Linked DNA regions of Anas platyrhynchos: region 2 is linked to region 1. Evidence: chromatin contacts called from public Hi-C data. All regions are on one chromosome and are shown on one strand. The core of a region is the stretch at or near the end of the contact, and the rest is flanking DNA. Distances in the headings are between cores, read along the strand shown. Region 1 overlaps TRIM45 (tripartite motif containing 45). Region 2 holds the start of POLQ (DNA polymerase theta).

Region 1 (6,089 bases), core at 1,655-4,154:
AGCATTCCTCTCCCCAGTGACCAACAGTCAGACCTTTGTCCCCAGCCCGGCTCCCCAGGCAGTGCTACGAGACCCCAGCGACATGCACCTGGGGCTGAAGTTACTCCCGGGGCAGCAGCGTTCCCGGTGTCATCGGCACAACCGTGTTTTGTTCAGGAAGGTACCCAGGCAAGTGGCAGGCAGCAATCTGCACACTTACAGTTGCCCTCACAAGAAATTGCCTCTTCCTCCTCCTCAAAGAAGCTGCTTCCCCAGCTATAGGTTGGCAGCATGCATACAAACCCAGTAGATGCATCCTTCCTCCCCTGGGGTGAAGGGAACAAGCTCTCCTAAAATCAGAGCATTGGCAAGACAAATCCAGCAGATCTGCTGAAATACATCTCTTGATGCTGCTCTTCCCTAAGTTTGGGACAGCTACCTGTGCGCTTGCACCTCTGGCTCCTACAGAGCCCTCAAACCTTTCCTTGGAGAGACAGATGCTCTCCTGGATCCCACATCACCCCCAACAATGTTGTGTCCCAAACCACCTCCATGGAGAACACGCAGACCAAGTGAATTACATTCTAGTTCCTGTGCTCATCAGTGCCGTGGGTTTTTCTTGAATTTTTCAGTTAAATTACTGATCTGCCTTGCTCCTACTTTGCAGGGAGAGTGTAACGAGACTACAGCTCACCTGGAGAAAACAAGAGAGCTGCAAACACAACAGATCCCAGGAGTGCGACTGTGCTATATGCACACATTCGAGGCCAGAACCCAGCCAGGTACCTGAGGGGGAGGCAGAGGCCGCACTGAGGCTGCCAAGCCTCTCCCAAGCACGAACACAAAGACTGGAATGCGCCCCAACAAGCAGCTTTGGCCTCTGGAGAAGGACAGCAGACTGCTGATCCCACAGAATGAGGTACACCTTGACCCTCCTGTGAGGTAACTGCTCAGACCGAGTTTCCCCTCAGAGGCTGAACCCACAGGTCCTGAGTCCTCAAAAGTGCGGGCATCAGTACAACTCCTGGAATTTGCTCCTGTTCGGGCACAAAACAACCTTGCACACACAACCCCAGGCGGAACAAAAGGCACAATTTTATTTTCCCTCATCCCATTCCTCAGTTCACACCCGTCGCACTGTGTATTTTCTGGCAACAAGGCTCTGTAGTGATTGTGGGGATCTTTGTGGCTTGCGTTCATCCACCAGGAAGGACCTGAGCTCCCAGGGGCTCACCTGGCTGCTCAGAGTGCCACCGTCCTGAGCAAGCTCCTCTGTGAGCTGTCATTGGGTGGCCCCAAACACTCTGAGCTCTTTGTGACTTGTCCACAGCATGACCAGTGGGGACAGCCAGGGTGGCCTTTGTGCCCATGGCCACAGCCTTGGTAGCCACCTGCAAGAGAAAAGGCACCATCAGCTTGACCAAGAGGGGGTCAGAAAATCCCAATGTGCCACGAAGCGAGTGCTTCAGCCCCAGGACTTGTCTAAGAAAGGGAGGTACATGTGTATTTAAACCCAAAATTGCCAGGGTTCCATAAAAAAGGGGAATGACCAAACAAACAAACCCTCCTGATGTGAGCAGCACAGGGAAAGCTGCACGCTCACCTGGCATGGTCCCCCCACAGGCGCAGCGAGCGGCTTTCTGCCCTCCACTCGAGCAAAACGTGCAGCAGTGGAACACTCCTTGGTGCTTGCGGAACTTGCTTTTCACCGTCAGGGTGAATGGCGAGCCCTGCGGAGGACAAGCAAGCAGAGGATAATATCAGATGGTGTGTCTGCATTTGCAGAAAAACAACCGGGTGATCCTGTCGGTCACAGATCAATATGATCAGTTTTAACTGCCAAGCGATAGCAGCAATCCTTAGGAAGATTTTAAGCAAATACTTAGAAAGGAAAAAGTGTAAAGAAGAACCAATAAAAAAAGAAAAAAGAAAAGAAATGCTACCTGTACATGCTGCCCCTTCACACAGACGCAGACAGCATATAAGCCTGGCTCCTCAGGGCTGTAGGAAACATGGTAGGTCCCATCACCGTTATCACACACCGTTGGTTTGACTGCACTACGAACAGACAAAGAGGAGTCCCAGAGGTCACTGACTGGCAGAAAACTGCTCCCGAATTCACACATAAACCACTGTTTGGCCTAGATATGTGGTCGGCTCCTCATCCTCACCCATGTTCAGCAGCTGTGGGTCTCGAGTGAGCTCGACAGGATGCGTGAGCAATGCTCGAGCACTGAGCGGCTTTCACATACACCTGCTACCGGGAGCTGCAATAACCATGCAAAGGAAGTCACACAAAGCTAAGCTGTGCTGCAAGGATTTGTGGCAGCACTGAAAGAGCAGAAGGTGACTGACAGCACACTTGCAAACCAGATGATCCCATCTGATAAGAGCCCTCAGAAATGGGGTAAACTCAAAGCTTCAAAGAGCAGCTTGCCTCCAGGAGAGCCCATGAGGAAGACGTAAGGCAGGTTTGAGTCACTTCAACCACTACCCAACTGCATTGAGCCCAGCTTTTCTCTTCGACTCTCTGAGGAGTTCTAGGTCCTTGCTGGTGAATCCCCCCTTTCCCAAGTGAAGCTCACTAGGTTTTAAAGGGACGCTGGTGGACAGAGTGACAGGGAAAAAGCATCAGCTAGTTCCTTGGGAACTGATGGCCTGTTTCACAGGAAGAGCTTTCTGCAGAAAATTAGCAAGCAGCTCTGCGGAGAGGAGGTGTTCTCCCTACTCCTCACTAATTAGTCTCTTGTGCCCCGCGACATGAACGTCTTTAATCTTCCAGATTTGTAGGTTGTAATCCCCATCCCCCACCGCTTCACATCAGTACAGCTGCCTACATCATTTCCTGCCATGAACTGTGTGGTGACACTTCGTGCTCTTCAGTAGCTGCTGTGCCTCTCCCCAGAGCCAGACAGCTTTCAGCAACGGATGTAGCAACTGTACAAGCACAGGAACAAGAAACTGAGTTAATGTGGCCACAGCGACCTCTACCCCACAAAGCAAAATCCACATAAACCTCCTGTTTACACCTTCCCACAACACGAGCACACCTGACAGAGGAAGGTACGTTGGAACAACATTCTTGAACAATGATATTTTATTGACAGGCACCTGTGCACCCAGTAGTTTCTGTATGGCTCATCAATACTTCCCCATAGCAAGGAATTTTAGCGTCCTATCCCTTTTTCCATCAGGTCATCCCCCCAAGACTGAATCCTGGAACAAGTTAAGCTGGTTTCGTGCTCTAGCTGCAGTGTGTGCGCTATAAAACAGAACAGAAGCTTTTCTAAAGAACTGAACCCCAACTGATTCTGTTATTTGCATTAAGGTCTCGCTGCTTCAAAGAAGAAGCGTGGCATGGAAACAGTTACAAAATATTTTTCTGGTCGGTCATTTTCACTGTGGAAATGGGAGGTCAAGTGCAGCCTTCCCTGCTTGTGCTAGAAAACCTCCAAGCATGTTAAAGTGCTCAACACTTGCAACTACAGGAAGAAGCATGATGAAGTCCTAACAATGATCTTTTTTTTTCCCCAGAACGTTAATTTAAGCACTTCCATCAACTGCCAGAGGTTCCTGGGCTGAGTGGCCTGGCTGTCTAACTCTGATGTTGTTCTACACTCGTTAGGTATTAACAAAACAGGCGCCCTAGGTGTCTGCTGGTGGTGGTGTGGGGGAAGCAGCAACAGCTCGCTCTGACAATGTGCAATACCCACTGTGAACTGAAACCTTGAAGACTCGTTACAAGTGTGAGTCAAACTCCACACGGCTGTAAATGACCTCTAGGAAGCACTGCTATGCTGGTGGGAAGAACCGTCCTGCCTTTTCCCCTGCCTTTTCCCCCTCCAGATCATGACCCAGATGCTGAAGCACTTCCACCCACCTGCCCAAACGAGGAGGGAGCCAGGGGAAAGGAGACAGAAAAGCAAACCCACTGTCTGTGTTTTGTTTTTTTTTGCTGAAATACCCACCAATCCTTCTTGTCCTTGTGGGTGATGGTGACCCTGACGGCCTCTCCTCCCCTCCGCATCTGCTCTCCCGTGGTGTCATTGCAGAGCAGGGTAAAGCCAGTCAGCTCGTTCTGACGGGCGATGCAGAGATCTGCAAGGCAGAGAAACAGGACAAGAAAGGATTCAAAAGAGCCACAATTGCCACCTCCTGCCCACTTGGTAGCATTTCACTCCTATCAGAGCATACCCAGGGCTCTGCTGCTGGCTATACAGCTCCCTCCACCCACAGGAAAAAGCAAATGCACCGCTGGGGACCAGGAGAGTGCAGAGAGCCCTGTATGGACCACCCTGTATGGACCAGGGTGCTCATGGCCCAGCTGGAGACTTCCCACCTCCAGGTGCACTGTGCAAGCTGGGGGGAGCAGGAAGAGCCCCACCGTGCAGCATGGAGCCCTGGGAACCTCAGCGCTTACCCTTTGACATGGGAAGGAGTGAAGGAGCCCTGGGTCTGTCAGTGATGTTGCAGAGGGCGGCTGCAGCTGGCTCTCGGGCTCCCTGCTTGGCACAGCTCCTGTGGGATCTCATCCCCAGCAGCTGCCACCTCTAGCAGGGCTCCAGCCTGCTGCATCCCTCTGCCCCCCTGGCCTGCAGGGAGCCCCCGGCGCCTTAAGCCGCACGCTGCATGGGTACAGGGAACGGAGAGGTGACTTTAGGGAGCACTGAGCGGCACGGCACCCCATTACCTTCCCCGTGCAGGGTACACTTGGCTGGATCAACCACTTTATTGAGAATGGCCCCAAAAACCTCATAGCCGCAACATTGCCCTGCCCTCTCCTGGGGAGAGAACTGGATGCTGTCGTCCACGCTGGGGCGGGTGCTGTAGGTGACACTGTTCAGCTTCGCCAGCCGGCTTGCCACCACCCCTTTGGTGATGAGGATCTCCAGGTCCGAGCCGCTGCTCAGCAAGCGCTCCGTGAACTCCATGCCTGTCCTCATGTCCAGCAGCAGCTGCTGCAGCTGGGCCTTCTGCAAGTGCAGCAGGTTTTCCTTCTGCACCTTCAAGTCCTCCAGCTGCTTCAGCAGCCGCTCCCGGTGCTCCTCGATGGCTTTCACGTACCCGCTGGCAAACAGACAGATCTCTGCGGCCACGGCCTCTGCACGAACGCGGACGGCACTGCCCATGCCATCGATCTGGCTCAGCGCGTCCTCCAGGGTGCTCACGCGCTGCTGGGTGCTTTCCAGCAGCACCCGCAGGGAGTCCCCGTGCCTGTGGACAACGTTGCTGGCCAAGTCATAGGGGTGCTGCCGGTGCCTGTCCACGACACAGTCCCGGCACACGGGCTGGTCACACTGCTCGCAGAACAGCCGGAGCTCCTCCGATGGATGGGACGGGCAGAAAAGAGGCCTCCCAGCCTGGCCACAGTCCTTGCTGCTCTCCAGCTCTGTCACAGCATGAGAGGCAGTCTTCTTCTGTCTCCTAGAAGAGAGCAACCATGAATTTATGCACGTTGGACACGCAATGCAAGCACCCAAGACCCCTTGTGAACGCCGGTCTGTACAGACTGTGCGCTGCTCCCTCCTGCATCCCCTGAAATTCACTCTGCACGAAGGACCTGAGGACAAGGCTCTAGACAAAAGAGGACAGCATTTGCAAACAGCTCATTAGAGGCTGCTCCCTGGCTCCCTGTATGCTGTCAGCACAATTTTCAGACACAAGAACCGCGTGCCCCACCATTGCCACACAGAGACCAGGGAGCGGGCTGTCAGGCTGCTCCTGACAGCATCCCCTGCACAGAGCCTGACAGAAGTGGGGTTGCTGCAATTACCCCCAGAGCCTGCCGTGACAAAGGCAGCAGGTGGGTGATGTGGAAAGTCTTGAAACAGCGTTGCTCACCCACAGTCAGGTCTGGATAGGAACAGGCAGTGTCAGGTTCCTTAACTGTCAGCCCAATGATTTCCACCAGCTTTAAATGTGCTGAGGCAAATGAGCTCTAATAACCCTTAGGGAGAAATCTAGTTCAGGGAACAGCCGGACGACAGTCTGTTGGTAAAACATTGGTTATTACGAAAGTCAAACCCCATTTCCTTTCGCTGCCAGGTTAGACCCCACTCAATGGAGACCAAGGATTGGATACGAAGAGCCACCCACCGTGTGACAGGGCT
Region 2 (6,089 bases), core at 2,117-4,616, 61 kb before region 1:
AGGATGAAAAGAGCTTTCTTACGGGTCTCCAAGACTCGCTTCAGAATGAGCAATTCTGCAACAAGAGTCTTTCCGGCACTGGTAGGAGCTGAAAAACGTATTTGATTTTTATTATTATTCATTTTTAAAGGAAAAAAAAAATTGTCCAAAGAGTAAACATCATAAAAACAGAACAGAAAACAAGGAGAATTTGGGGCAAAGCTCTTCAATTGATTCCCATCTCACACAGTCACAACTACACTTGTAGTTATCCCAATAAAGGGTCAAGAGATCATGATCCATCAGATCCATGTTTCTCCAATTTAGAGACAAGGATATCATGTGGACTATGATACCATGAGAACCATGGAAGATGTGTAACATAGTAGGGCACAGGCATTACTCAATAATCTGGCCCAATGGCTTCTGCAACCAAGTAATAAAACTCAAATGAATGCCTAAGAAAATCACCCTGCCCCCACTTCTAAGCTGTTCTCGCCCCCATTGCTGCTCTGTGACCTTCTTTCCATGTAGAGTAGACACCTAAGTTGGTGTTTCCCACAGATTTCTAGCTCACCAGTCCTGCTTTTTCTGCTCCCTGCACCCCAACGTGTTCTTGTGAATGGCACTGGGAAAGTCAGGGGGATCGCTTCTGTGAGACGTTTGCATACCTGAGTAAACCAGGTTCTTTCCTTCCAGAACTTGTCCGAGCATTAGGCATTCTGCTTGCCACTCAAACATCTGCACTACTCCCAGACTGTGATATTTCTCCAGAACTGCTTTCGGAAGACCCCAGCTTGCGAGGAGCAACTTGTCTGCTTGGTCTTCGGGAACATTTACTTGCTGGTATTTCCCTTTGGGTGGAAAGAGGGGAAAAACAAACAAACAAAAAGTATCATCCTATATCCTCCTTCAATCTGAGGTCATCATTTAGGTCAGATACTCAAATGTCAAACTTCTTTACAAGCTCTGTATTGTGGGGAGAGGTAACGAGAAACTATCTCCCCCATATTTTTCAATATTTCCTATGAGTGTTTTATCCTTCTTCTTATCTCCTGATATCATCTTGTCAATTTCTCCTCGTATTAGGTTTTCCACATTCAAATAATTTCTTCACCAAACTCTCACTCTGATATTTGCTTTTGAGACAGAATAGCCATGACCAAATACAGACTCGAGCAGAATTTCAGCGGTGATTAGTGTAACAGCATTACAAAGTATTTGCCATCTCATCCTTACTCAGGCTGTTTCCTTTTTAGATTATTGCTACTGATCCTTCAGTAATCCTCGCAGATTATAGAACTGCCCAAGCTCTTTTTTTGCTTTACAGCTGAATTAAAATAACTAACATAAAACAAACAGGCAGCTCAAGCTACTCTGTACAACGTGTCGCTTCTGTTTTTCAACACTGATTAGTATCTTTACCACATTGCCAGTTCCTCTAGCTTAATTAAGTTCTTTCTGCTTATTTCTTGTCTTTATAACTCTAGATAACTTTGTGCTGGCTACAAATATTGCCTCATCCCTGGCTCTCTTTTTTTTCCAAATCATTAGGATAACTCAAACCTTTTGTCCTTTTCCTCACCTGAGACAGAAAACAGATTTCTGCTCCACAGCGATGCCTCCCCTATCATCCACGACTACTTAGTTCCCATAGCAGCATTTTGCAAAAGACCTCATCGAAGCTATTTGAAAAACAAGTCAGTGTGTGTACTGGCTCTACTGTACCGATTTCTACCAGCACATTCAAAAGAAAAAATCTAAAAGGAATTTTCCACCATTGTTGTAACAGTGGAAGGGCAAGGTAGATCAGAAAAACACTGCCTGCTTATGCTTGTAGTACTATGTACTGTGTAGCATCTAGAACTTATATTCAACATATGAAAAACTGCAACAACCTTCCTGAGGTTAACCCCAACCTAGCAATCACTGGTACTTGACCACTGTCCTGTGCACAAATACATAAAAAAGATGATATAGCTCAGCTCTGTGATAATCAAAACACTATACAAATACTGAACAAAACATTCAGCACTATTGGAAGTGAATAACAGCATGCCACAAGGAGAACAGGCTTCCCATGGGGCATTTAAAGGAGATCGGGTTTGTCTGTCCTTGACTGCCACCAGCGTGGCAGAATTAGGATTTGTAACCCTATAAAAGAGTAAAACAAAATGCACAAAGGGATCTCAAGCTTCTTTCCTAAAGTTAAAAACAGTGAACTATGTGTAAAAAGACAGCATGAGTAAAGGATTACATGATTCTAATGTTGGAAGAATACCTTGAGATTAGCACTGAACATAAGTTTCAAAACTTGTGCCTTAGGAAACAAGTTTTAAAGACCCATGTATACAAGCGCAATACTGCACTAACCTCTGTAACGTACTAGAAAAATGCTAAGAAAGTCAAAATGAGGATGAGACACACTGCTGGATTTAAAGACTGGGCATTTAGACGCATCTGAAGGAAAACCCTTGCAGAACCTGGGGTGAGGGGGACACACTGAGTCCTGGAGGTGTCCTGAGGAGACACGCACATCGCCTCGCTCAGCTCCATTCACAGGAGCTGACAAAACTGCATCTTGCAGCACGTAGCCACGCTGGGGAGAAGACGCTACCTGACTGCAGAAGCGGCTGGGAGATGTAAATCATTTAGAGAGTGATAAAAATATTGTGAGATGAAGTTACGAGCACCTGTGTCAAACGTTGCACATATAGGTGAGATATCACGCAAAACCACCACACTCCCCTGCCTTTGCAGGTATCAGGGCACTACGCAGGAACACTTAATGCCATGTTTTTATATCTAGTCCATTTCACCAGCTTCTTGTGCTCTTCAATCAACTCCAGCCAGGCGCTCCTCCCCGCACCCAGGCCATACGGATCGCTGTGCTGTGGCAGCACCTAGAGGCCAAGCCAAGCACAGGACCCGCGGTTGAGAGGCACCCAGCAGCACCGTGCCCGCCTCCAGCCGCCTCCCCTCACCTCCCCAGCGGGGCAGCAGAGCCGAGGAAGCCCCTCGGAGCCCCAACGCACCCCCCGGCCCCAGAGCGCACCCCCAGCCGCAGCCCCTTCCCTTCCCCTCCCTCAGGGAGAACCGGGCAGCACCGGGCGCTCCCCCCTGCCCTGCCCGAGGGCTGAGGGCGCCCACAAGCCCAACGCGCCGCCGGCAGCCCCGCTGCCCTCCCAGCCGCTACCTGGAGAGCCGCTGCCGTGCAGGGAGCGCTGGAGGCCGGGCGGGGGGCTCAGCACGGCCGGGCTGGGGGCATGGGGGCTGAGCGGTGCCCCCCTCCCCGCCCTGGGGGCAGCGGCCGCCCCGCCGCCGTTAGCGGGGGCGCCGCCATCTTCCCGCCGCGCCATTCAAACGGCGGCCTCTGCCCCCAGCGGCCGCAGCGCGCGGCTCCCTGAGGTGTTTTTTTTCTTCCCGTCCGTTCCACAAAAACAAATTCGGTCCCAGTGATACCTTTTGCCTCTTCCTGGCATGCCCCAAACACTTTTGTGGAGCTGTACGCAAGTGTGACTTGAGATTCTTCCCTTATTGCTACAGACGCAATGACACTAACCCGCTTTTACACCAATGACGCCCTTTTAATTACTTTTCCTCCATCCTAATCGCTATTGGTTTTCTTTTTGGAAGTGTAACAGCTTTGGTTAAGCAGCACTGAGGAGTGTAAGCTACTCATGTTGTACAAGGGGAAGGTGGAGGTAATTAACGAAGCAGGACACTGCAGTCTGCCTCAGAATAACAAGTGCATCACAGGCACACGGGCTTACCTTGTGAGGCTTGTCATCCTTGCATAAAACAGGCTGAAAAGATAAGCACACGATAGCACAAACAGACTTGCCTTCTATGTTTTCAATAGGTCACCTAGCCAGAAATAATCTCCTCAGATTCTGAAGGTGTACAACTAATTTAACTTCTCCAGAGACATCAATATTTAGGCATTAGAATGAAGTTTATAGAAACCGGTGCTCACTTACAGTAAGCTCTTCAGTGTTTCAAAGCCCAAACACCAGAAAAATACATCGTATGTATTCTAAAGTGATTTTTCTAAAGTGATTTTTTATCTGATTTGATAGTTGGAGGATATATCCATCCTGCTGCTCTGTAGCCCAACAGGTAAATGCATTAAGGGAACAGAGGCATACTTAAACCCTCAGCTGAGGACTCAGCTGCAGACGGCAATTCCCAAAGCAGGTAACAATTTCCTGCATTAGTTTGAAAAAGATTGAAGAAAATGTTTCAGTAAAGATTCCTACTTGGTAACAATATATATATATATATCTTTTGCATCAGAAAAAAAGACCAGAATGAGCACTGTTGATATTCGAAATGGTCACAGTATAGACACGTTGCACTGTAACATTTTGTTTTACAACTGAAGCACAAGAGATACTATTTCCCAGCATTTCATTGGACATGAAGTGATATTTCATGTACTCCTTGCACGTTTAAAAAAATATATTTAAAATATCTCCACTTTACTATTTTTTTTTTCTGACTGAAAATGTTAAACCATTACAAAGTTTACAAAATTTGAGGACTCATTCTACCAAAGTGGGGAAAAAGGGCTAACTAGCAACTAGTCGAAGAATTTGGTTCCGTAAGTATGTGCACAGCTGGTTCATCAAGTCTCTGTTCTGTCCTTCAACCCAGTGCATTTCTACTAGTACATCGTTTCCTTCTTTCTTCACATTCATTAAACACTTGAAAAGAAAACATCTACTAGTTTCTTTAGGACTCTGCCCTTTTTCAACTGCTGGATTGCCAGCTTCCTCTGAAGGCTGAGGTTCCTCCTTCGCATTACTGGAACCTTTGTTACATGACGTTTCTGCCTGCTTTGCTTCTGTCTCCTCCTCCTCCATGTGCGCACTATGTTCTTCTTTGGCAGCAGATTCTTCCGTTAGCTTGTCATCTGCGGTCAAGTGGACATCCTCATCGGGTGCCATAAACCCTGTTTCAGAGTCTTCAGTCTTGGGTTTTTCACAGTCCGAACTGTTGCTCACACTTTTCTGGCCGTTTTTTTCCTCTTCCATTGCTTGAAGAACATCTTCAGAAGCTCGAGGAAGTTCTCGTAATTGCCTTACTCTCTCTCGCTTCTTTCTCCTCAAATGAATCCAGGAGTTTTCAATGGCAGTCACAAACAGGCTAACTTCATCTTTTCCACAGGGAACACGTTTATGCTGAACCTATTGCAGAAGACAGCAGAAGTTCATATTATCCCTTCAGAGTTATGCTTTAAAGCAAGATGTTGTTCTACCATCTAATACTTAATATTTTACCTTCAGATCAGCAAGAATCTTCTCTACCCAGGCTCTAACAACAGCAATGGCTTCTACAGCATCCCAGCCCATAGCTGCAGCTTTGGTGGATAACTCGTTGACTGTAGAAGCCAAGACCGTAAATGTAATTGGTTTCCGAGGTTTTTCTAATTTTCTTCTTTTAGAGGGAGGTGACTAGAAGAAAGAAAACCAGCATTAACACCAAAAAGTTACAATGCTGTGCAGTATTAGTGAGATGACATTTGTACTCAGAATACATGTGGATTAAGAGTATGGCCACTAAATTGTCACTGACATAGCCTGTGCTCCACTTCACTACAAGGAGTTATTAGAAACCTCTGACAGGGGCATGATGGACAGAGGGAGGGATTTTATCTTCAGATGTTAAGCAAAAAGCCTTTTTGGTTCTTTCAAACTATTATCCCTCTGTGTACTGACACAGTGTGGCTGCTCTGGGGAACCCACACCTGATTTCTATTCCTAAGATCCACATCATGATCCAAGTTTACTGAATGTTTACTTGGAAGATCTTCTCTAAGGTTGGTTATTCCCTATACTTATTTTCCAGTATGCATTCATTTGTATCAAAAAGCAACTGACTCCCCTTACTGAAAGTTGACAGGCTCCATTTACAATCATGTAGGCAGGTCTAAAGCAGCTAAAAGTGTTTTTATCTATTTGGTAATGATCTATATGTCAACTTAAAAACAAGTTCTCAGAGGGAAATTTCAAGTTCAAATCTAGGCCAAACCTCAGTGTAGTTTTAGTATTACTAAACAGCTTTTTGAATTGTCTTATAAGTGACCCTTACGTTCACTGAAACACACA

What was found. A called contact is a pair of places that touch in the nucleus more often than the background predicts.
Region 2: a Hi-C map of subcutaneous adipose tissue shows a contact between it and region 1, with 1.8 times the contacts expected there. The contact joins the promoter of POLQ here to the enhancer-like site in region 1. A contact is called at or near these places in 2 of 8 Hi-C or Micro-C datasets (skeletal muscle and subcutaneous adipose tissue).

What each region holds. Positions count from the first base shown.
Region 1 is chr1:84,094,311-84,100,399 of IASCAAS_PekinDuck_T2T, reverse strand. TRIM45 (tripartite motif containing 45) reads right to left here. Exons shown (of 6, transcript XM_027449688.3): 2 at 4,670-5,403; 3 at 3,948-4,077; 4 at 1,923-2,037; 5 at 1,583-1,709; 6 at 1,051-1,370. The coding sequence ends at 1,222. Among named protein-coding and RNA genes, the nearest start is that of TRIM45, 4.6 kb to the right of the region's middle. Within about 2 kb of position 2,904, at least 3 of the 8 cell types and tissues checked have an H3K27ac peak or open chromatin away from gene starts, as enhancers often do. A contact at or near this core is called in subcutaneous adipose tissue, where this site is marked.
Region 2 is chr1:84,155,544-84,161,632 of IASCAAS_PekinDuck_T2T, reverse strand. POLQ (DNA polymerase theta) reads right to left here and starts at 3,366. Exons shown (of 30, transcript XM_027449663.3): 1 at 3,176-3,366; 2 at 651-833; 3 at 1-88. The coding sequence starts at 3,338. METTL16 (methyltransferase 16, RNA N6-adenosine) reads right to left here. Exons shown (of 9, transcript XM_005014969.6): 8 at 5,262-5,435; 9 at 3,820-5,168. The coding sequence ends at 4,551.